Linked DNA regions of Sus scrofa: regions 2 and 3 are each linked to region 1. A link is a contact called in public HiChIP or PLAC-seq data. All regions are on one chromosome and are shown on one strand. Each heading gives the region's core, a stretch centred on a gene start, on an enhancer-like site or on the middle of the called end of the contact. The rest is flanking DNA. Distances are from core to core; before and after follow the strand shown. Region 1 overlaps IQGAP1 (ras GTPase-activating-like protein IQGAP1). Region 2 overlaps FES (tyrosine-protein kinase Fes/Fps). Region 3 overlaps MAN2A2 (alpha-mannosidase 2x).

What was found. HiChIP or PLAC-seq counts read pairs in DNA pulled down with a chosen protein or histone mark.
Region 2: an H3K27ac HiChIP or PLAC-seq map of alveolar macrophages shows a contact between it and region 1. The contact joins two enhancer-like sites. A contact is called at or near these places in 4 of 47 Hi-C or Micro-C datasets (embryonic fibroblasts, retroperitoneal adipose tissue and subcutaneous adipose tissue) and 2 of 2 datasets of contacts at active chromatin or transcription factors (alveolar macrophages and skeletal muscle).
Region 3: a contact with region 1 is called in an H3K27ac HiChIP or PLAC-seq map of alveolar macrophages. The contact joins two enhancer-like sites. A contact is called at or near these places in 2 of 2 datasets of contacts at active chromatin or transcription factors (alveolar macrophages and skeletal muscle).

The regions. Positions count from the first base shown.
Region 1 is chr7:53,127,325-53,130,024 of Sscrofa11.1, forward strand. IQGAP1 (ras GTPase-activating-like protein IQGAP1) reads left to right here. Exons shown (of 38, transcript XM_021098910.1): 38 at 1,025-2,640. The coding sequence ends at 1,138. Among named protein-coding and RNA genes, the nearest start is that of CRTC3, 18 kb to the right of the region's middle. Within about 2 kb of position 1,412, at least 1 of the 83 cell types and tissues checked has an H3K27ac peak or open chromatin away from gene starts, as enhancers often do. A contact at or near this core is called in alveolar macrophages, where this site is marked.
Region 2 is chr7:53,484,734-53,487,433 of Sscrofa11.1, forward strand. FES (tyrosine-protein kinase Fes/Fps) reads left to right here. Exons shown (of 19, transcript XM_001929355.4): 19 at 1-351. The coding sequence ends at 130. Among named protein-coding and RNA genes, the nearest start is that of MAN2A2, 13 kb to the right of the region's middle. Within about 2 kb of position 1,403, at least 8 of the 83 cell types and tissues checked have an H3K27ac peak or open chromatin away from gene starts, as enhancers often do. A contact at or near this core is called in alveolar macrophages, where this site is marked.
Region 3 is chr7:53,505,642-53,508,341 of Sscrofa11.1, forward strand. It overlaps MAN2A2 (alpha-mannosidase 2x), which reads left to right. Exons shown (of 24, transcript XM_001929378.5): 10 at 1,534-1,711; 11 at 2,022-2,224; 12 at 2,430-2,612. Among named protein-coding and RNA genes, the nearest start is that of MAN2A2, 8.1 kb to the left of the region's middle. Within about 2 kb of position 1,375, at least 4 of the 83 cell types and tissues checked have an H3K27ac peak or open chromatin away from gene starts, as enhancers often do. A contact at or near this core is called in alveolar macrophages, where this site is marked.

The DNA of each region.
Region 1 (2,700 bases), core at 162-2,661:
CTCCGTTCACCATCAGTGTGGGCTTGTTTTCCTCTCAGCTTCCAAACTACAAGCTCCTTAAGGACAGGTAGTATTTCTTTGTTTCCTTCTCAATGCCTAGTAGATCCTCAAAACACGGATGTAAAATGATTGTGTGATGCACATGGCTAACTCAAGTCCTCACCCAGAAAGGATCCTATTATTCTTTCGATTTCACCAGATTTGTGAGGCCCTGTACAGTCTGCCTCAGGTAGCATGTTTCTCCACGCACAAATTCATTAACTCTGGACTGACTGCCAGGTGCAAGGTGTGATGTAAGGCCCAGGTGATACACCAGGGTCCTTGTCCTCATGGAGCTGCTAGGATTTTTCCAAAAGATGAATCAGTTGACCTTTGGGGATCCCTTCAAGCCCTTTGACTCTTGCTTTCTCATCACTTCTCTTCCAGAGTTTAGGGGTGAGACCACTCAGATTGCCTCAGTTTGTTCTGGGTGGCAGGGAAAGCAGGGCCTTTGCAGTCAGATCCAGATTCACTACATCCATTTGTGAACTGTTGGGCAGGTCTTTTAATATCTCAGAGCCTCAGTTGCCTCGTCTTTAAATTTGGCATAAACACACCCTGTAGGATTTTTGACAGGACTTAAAAAGACACTATATAAGGTGCTTCCACATTGTGGAGCACATAGCAGGCACCTAAAAAAAGTTTCTCCTCTCCTTCCCCTTGCGTTCAGAATATAAACGCTTTCTCATTTGAAATAGAAATTAATACTCCAGTAGACAGTGCTGAGACAGCATTACTGGCCTCGTCTTGTTTTCGGTGGTTAGTGTATTTCCTCACGGATCGAAATGTCTCACCTTGTCCAGGTGACATATCACTTAGCCTGGGCAGTGGGCAGGCAGTCCACAGCTGGGGCCTTGTCTCTCACCCCGGTGCACATCTGGCACACCGGGCCTGCCTCATTCCTCCTGCATCCCTCTCTACATCATGTCTTTCCTTTTCTTGCGGCACAGACCTGATTAACCATCAGAATGTTTTTTTGGAACAGGACCTGCTGCAGCTACAGTATGAAGGAGTTGCCGTCATGAAATTATTTGATAGAGCTAAAGTAAATGTCAACCTTCTGATCTTCCTTCTCAACAAAAAGTTCTACGGGAAGTAATCGCTCACCTGCTGCCAGCCCAGAAGGATGAAGAAAGAAGTGCCTCGTGGCTACCTTTCTAGGGTCCTTCTTTACTCCTAGGAAGCAAAGACCCAGCCCACACCAGTGCCTTGACTGGATACACCCCCAGTCCACGTGTTTAACTCTGCCCGCTGCATGGGACATTCGTTGCCCTTTTTTCATAGTGAAATTATATTTCAGGCTTAGTCTGACCCTTATTCCTTCCTTTTCTTCTGTCACTTAGGAAAGAGGGGGAATCCCCCTGACTCTCTCGTGTTGTTACAGTCATAGAGGTTGCTTTACTATATTGTAAGCTTTGGTGTTTGTTTTAATTAGCAGTAGGGATGGTGGGATTGGAATTCTTGTCATTTAGAAGTGGAAGCTATTAGCACCAGTGACCCACATACGTAGCAGACACACAATTAAAATGTCAGATTATCCTTAGTTCTAAGGTTGTCATTTAAAAGTGAAGTTCCTTTGTGTTTCTGTCCCATCGGTAAAATTGAAGGATATGGGGGGTCATTGGTTCTCTTCCATCCCGTTTTCCTTTCTGGGCAGGAGCCTAACACAAATCACGGTTCTGTGTTCAAAGAAAGCGTTTCTAGAACAGGGGAATGAATTGTTTTCCCACTCACCATTAAATTCTGGCAGCTCTGTTAGTGTAACTCTCTCATCAGTGGGTGGGAGAGTGCCCTTGAGAGAATTGAGCTATTTAGGCAGATTCGGAAAGGTCTGAGGCACCTCTTGTTCGTGGAGGCTGCGTGTTTGGGACGGTGCAGAGATTGACGAGGTTCAGGAAGACAGTCCACTCCATCCCCATGGCAAAGGAATGGGTTAGCCCTAGCATAGAATGTAATTGTTTTCAAAACTGTTTTATATCTTAAGAGTGCCTTATTAAAGTGTAGATTTATTTCTTAAAATGTGGGTGATAGGAAATTTAAAGATTTATATAATGCTGCAAAAGCCTTTAGAATACTGTAAGAAAAGGGTTTTTAAAAATTGGCTTATCTGTATATCTGAACTCTTAAAACTTTCTTATAGCCAAAACACTAGGATTTATCTGCAGGATTGCAGAGAGAGCTAATCCTGCCTTAAATAGACCGAAACAAAAACAAAACCAGCCAATGATACACTTGCTGTTAAAATCTATTTTCCCCCATTTCTTTTACTTTTCTCTTGCTGCCCACACTGTGCCTTTAGGAGCTCCAGGTTTTTGTTTTGTTTTGTTTTGTTTTGTTTTAAATTTAGTTGCAAACAATCCAGTTCTAAACATTGGACTTGGGAAGCTGTCATTCTTAGATTAAAAGTCATGTACTTTTTTTTTTTTTTTTTTTTTTAAAAACAAACCTCTTTTTATCCAGGAAAATACATTGGAATCATGCTACTGGGCCTCCATTTTCTCTGATGTTTTGGTTCAGTATTCTCTTATCTTTAAACTAACACTTAAAAAATCTACTGATGTATATTTAAAGCTAATAAACTGTTTCATTAATAACAAATCATGTGATGTGTCCCTATTACCAATGTCAATATTGGCGATGTGTTTTTCACGGGAGACTGTT
Region 2 (2,700 bases), core at 153-2,652, 360 kb after region 1:
CTGCCCCGAGCTGTGTCCCGATGCTGTATTCAGACTCATGGAGCAGTGCTGGGCCTACGAGCCTGGGCAGCGGCCCAACTTCAGCACCATCTACCAGGAGCTGCAGAGCATCCGAAAGCGGCACCGGTGAGGCTGGAGCCCCACTTCTCAAGCCAGTGGCCTCTGCAGGCCAGACCGTACCTCCTCACCAGCTCCAGCTCACACCATCAGACAGCTCCTTGTTGCCCTGGACTCCAGCCACTGGTATTCATGCTGCCAGCAGGGAGGCGGCTCCACGTCTGCTGGGCAGCCTGGCTCCTGCCAGGGCTTCCTCTTCCAGGCAAAAATAATAAAACCACTTGTGCCCATCAAGTGCTCTTGGCATGTGCGCTCCTCTGGAGGGCAGGTCTTAGAAGGAAGTGAGGCCCTGGACCGTGCCCGTGGGTGGGTGGGCAAGGGCAGTGTTGCAGGGCGAAACCAACATTGTTGGGTGGTTTTTGGTTGTGTGACCTGGGGAAGAGGGAGGCAGATGAGGATGAGGATATACAGGCGTCTGAGCAGATGGTGGTGTTATTTCTGAATTAGGATCGCAGGCAGAGGAGCAGAGCTGCGGGAAAGATGGTGAGATTAGAGACATTGCATGGGAGGGGACTGTGGGGAGGTAAGTGTGACAAATAGGACCAGAAGCTCGGGTGGAAGTAAAGGCTGATAACTGAGGTTTGGAAGTCCTTAGCTTATGTTGGAGTTCCCGTCGTGGCTCAGTGGTAATGAACCTGACCCGTATCCATGAGGATGCGGGTTTGATCCCTGGCCTTGCTCAGTGGGTTAAGGATCTGGTGTTGCTGTGGCCATAGCTGGCAGCTGTAGCTCTGATTCGACCCTGTAGCCTGGGAACTTCCACATGCCATGGGTACGGCCCTAAAAAAAAAAAGACAAAAAAAAAAAAAAAAAAAAAACGGAAAGGAAAGAAAGTCGTTAGCCTATAAATGTTAGCGACACTATGTGTAAACACATGGGAGCAGGAGAATAGAGGGGTGTCCAGGAAAGTCAGAGTTCCATGTAAACGGGTCTGGAGTGGCTGAAGCGAAAGAAAATGCTTCCTTTCTCTCTCGAGTTCCCACTATGCCTCGGCAGGTTAAGAACCCAACATAGTATCCATGAGGATGCAAATTCAATCCCTGGCCTTGCTCAGTGGGTTAAGGATCCGGTGTTGCCACGATGAAGGTTGCAGATGCAGCTTGGATCCCATGTTGCTGTGGCTGTGGCTGTGGTGTAGGCCGGCAGCTGCAGCTCTGACTTGACCCCTGGCCCAGGAGCTTGCATGTGCCGCAGGTTCAGCCCCCTAAAGAAAGAAAAAGACCAATTTACTGAGCAATGGGATGGCAGAGCAGGGAAGCCTCAGCTTCTGCCCTAAGTTCCCCTGAAATCTATAAAGTTCTCTGAAACTTCCAGCAGCAATGGTGAAAGTGGAGAAGCCAAAGTAGGAAACAAACTGAGAAACAGAAACCAGGAAGTATTTTTAGCACCAACGAATGAATGGTAAGATCTTTCAGGTAAAATGGCCATCCCTCAAGTATGGTCAGGAAATACCTGACACCTATTTTCAAAGAGATGAAAGAACTAAAACTTGCTTACACAAGAGTAAATCAAGTGAGAGTGTGACTAAGTAAAAATACTAAGAATTCATCTTGTACCTCCATTCGCAGTGGTAAAAAGCAGAACTGAAGAACTTCTGCTTCTGGGTAGGATGTGGTAGGTCTCTGCAGGATCCCACACCCATTGCAACAACTAGGAGGAAACATCTGATGAAAATGATAATTTTTAAAGACAGTGTTAGGTGGTGGGAGAAAGAGAGACCATATGAATTAAAATTTCAAGGAGGAGGAGTATCCTGTAATGGCGCAGTGGTTAACGAATCTGACTAGGAACCATGAGGTTGCGGGTTCGGTCCCTGACCTTGCTCAGTGGGTTAAGGATCCAGCGTTGCCGTGAGCTGTGGTGTAGGTTGCAATGTGGCTCAGATCCTGCATTGCTGTAGCTCTGGTGTAGGCTGGCAGCTACAGCTCAGATTAGACCCCTAGCCTGGGAACCTCCATATGCTGCAGGAGCAGCCCAAGAAATGGCAAAAAGATCAAAAAAAAAAAAAAAAAAAATTTCAAGGAGGAGAAAAGCCCCTCCAAGTTGAATGGTTGATGGGTGGATATTTTCTTCCCTGAGACATTTGCTGACTCCGAATGACACCTCTGGTGATGAGAATTGTCCCAGAGAGACTCTCCTTGTTGGGGGGGGGGGGGAGAAATGAACAGTGTTTGGTGCTAACAGGGACTGTGCTATGGATTGGCATCTGGAGGAACCTGAACTGCAAAGCCGGGTGTCCCCCAGGGAACATTTGCTGAGTTCTGGAGCAGTTTAGGCAACTCAGAGGGGACTGAGCTGGAAAGGCAGGTGTTTAGAGGGAGGGGGCCTGAAACAAACGATTAAGTTGATCTCCCCATCAAGGTATTAGCCAGATTTGAACCTGTGTGTTTGGGAGGCCAAAGAGCTAACCTCAAAATCTCTTTAGAACACAACTTGAAGGCGTGAAAGAGACAGACTGGCCAAGCTTTCAACCCCAAATCTTATCGAGGGCCGCGCCAAAGGGAAAGGGGCATCCAGAGGAGGACTAAGCTTTACCACAACTGTACTCCACTGCAGCTCAGCTCAGTGCTTGATCACTTCCAG
Region 3 (2,700 bases), core at 125-2,624, 380 kb after region 1:
CAAATTAAGGGAAGGTGGTATTTGAGGAGTCCTTTCTCAAGACCAAAGTGGAAAAGAACAAGCTGGACCAGCATGGTAAAGTAGATTAGCAGCTAGTTGAACTGTGACACCCATAACGAGCCAATTACCAGGCTCGTCCAAAAAGAGAAAGAGGCTTTAATGCCACAGGGCTCTGTTTTAATTTTATTGATTATATTAGTGACTTGTATGAAAAGGAAAATAATGTGTTTACATATAGGTCCTATTACATACCAGAAACTGTTTTGTTTTGTTGTTTTTTTTTTTTCCTGTCTTTTGAGGGCCACACCTGTAGCATATGGAAGTTCCCAGGCTCGGGGTCGAATCAGAGCTGTAGCCACTGGCCTCCACCAGAGACACAGCAATGCCAGATACGAGCCGTGTCTGTGACCCACACTACAGCTCAGGCAACGCCAGATCCTTAACCCACTGAGCAAGGCCAGGGATCGAACCCACAACCTCATGGTTCCTAGTTGGATTTGTTTCCGCTGCACCATGAAGGGAACTCCCAGAAACTGTTTTAAGTGTTTAACAAATATTAATTCATTCAGTTCATTTTAATTCTCATAATATTATGATGGTAGGTACTGATGTTATCCTTATTTTATAGAATCTGAGACCCAGAGAGGTTAAAACACTTGCCTGGGGTCACAGCGGGTGCATGGGAAGCTGGCATCGGGAGAGTCTGGCTGCCAAGTCCAGGCCCTTCACTCCAGAGCCGTGCCGCTTCACTAATTGGTGGCAAAACAAAACTAAGGTGTCGGGGTCAGGATCCCAAAAAACTTCGGTAAATTGGGATGTGGGTCGAATCGAACCAGATAAGATTTATTAGAGATAAACATACGGTTCTCTTCCACCAACAGAATAGGAAAGATCAGGCTGAGAAAAATCTTGCTGGGCCTCATGCACAGAAAACATGGTCACTGATGTCAGCGTGGTGGGGTGACCCTGGGGCTGCCAAACAGGCCTGTGTAGACCCCCACTGCTCCCATGGCAACTCTGGCAAGACCAGGGTTGGGGGGGGTGGCAGTGTGTGTGTGTGTGTGTGTGTCACCTGATTTCTGCCAGACTCCTGTATTCAGTGCTGAGCCCCGCTCTGGGATCCTGATGAGGGGCTCTTCGGAGAACTGCTGGTGAACGGGTTCTGCACTGCGGCATAGGGACCCAGTAGAGGAGCTGGGTGGGTAGAGGGTGATGAGAAAACACGGCGGGTGGAGCACGCTTGGCTATGCCTGCCGGTCACGGGGAAGGAAGACCGATTTGTTCTGTACGGTGTCTGAGGGCAGAGCGCGGGCCAGGCAACTGAAGCCATGCATCCAGAGGAACTCTCTAGCAGTCCAGAGGACCCCGCCCCGCCCCGCCCCGCCCCGCCCCGCCCCGCCCCGCTGTGCCCGGCTCTCCCGTCCCACATGGAGCCGCGTGACTCTGCATGGGAGGGCTTCTCTCAGTCTGGCTCTGCTCTGGATCCTGTAGTTGGAGGCTCCACCTTGGGCCTGTGCACCTCTCCACCTGCAGGGCAGGCCTGCTCCTGGACCAGTACAGGAAGAAGTCCCGGCTCTTCCGAAGCAACGTCCTCCTGGTGCCGCTGGGCGACGACTTCCGTTATGACAAGCCCCAGGAGTGGGACGCCCAGTTCTTCAACTACCAGCGGCTCTTTGACTTCCTCAACAGCAAGCCTGACCTCCACGTGCAGGTCTGAAGGGTGCTGGGCTGGGGGCCCGGGGGCCTCGGCGGTGCTGCAGCCCAGCCCTTCCCGTGAGGTTCTGTGCTCCCCATTACGGCGCCAACGCAGGGCTTTGTTCCCAACCTGTGAGCAAGGCTCAGTGTCACGCTTCTTCCCCGGGCTCCCCAGCTTCTGTGAGGTCCAGAGGGTGGGCTAGGCAGTGACCTTCCTCTGCGTAGGCAAAATCCCTGCCCCTGCCCCTGCCCCAGCTGCAGCACCAAGGGCCACGGTCCCGAAAGGCTCTGGAGCTGATGGAAGTGGGGTGTTGGCGTCCCTACAGGCTCAGTTTGGCACCCTCTCTGACTATTTTGACGCTCTCTACAAGAGGACAGGGGTGGAGCCGGGGGCCCGGCCTCCCGGTTTCCCTGTGCTGAGTGGCGATTTCTTCTCCTACGCGGACCGGGAAGACCATTACTGGACAGGCTATTACACTTCCCGGCCTTTTTACAAGGGCTTGGACCGTGTCCTGGAAGCCCACCTGCGGTGAGACCCGCCCCCTTCCAGGCTGGAGGGAGTAAAGTAAGCCTTTGGGGTTTAAACAGGGGCTGGATTGGCTTGGAAGGTACTGGAAGGGCCCGGAGACCAAGCCACGGGGAGAAAGGGGGGAAGGAAGAAGAGTGGGTCCTGCAGAGTTGGCAGGGGGCGCTGCAGAGCTGAGTGACAGGAGGCTGGCTCCTCTCTCTGGCAGGGGGGCAGAGATTCTGTACAGCCTGGCTGTCGCCCACGCCCGCCGCTCTGGACTGGCTAGCCAGTACCCGCTCTCGAACCTGGCCCTTCTGACGGAAGCTCGGCGCACACTAGGGCTCTTCCAGCACCATGATGCCATCACCGGCACCGCCAAGGAGGCAGTCGTGGTGGACTATGGGGTCAGGTGGGAGCCCTCTCTTCCCCATCGGCTCCGCGCCTCTGCCCATCATCCCCAAAAGGAGGAGGACGCGCCGGGCGGTCCGTGGGCAGGC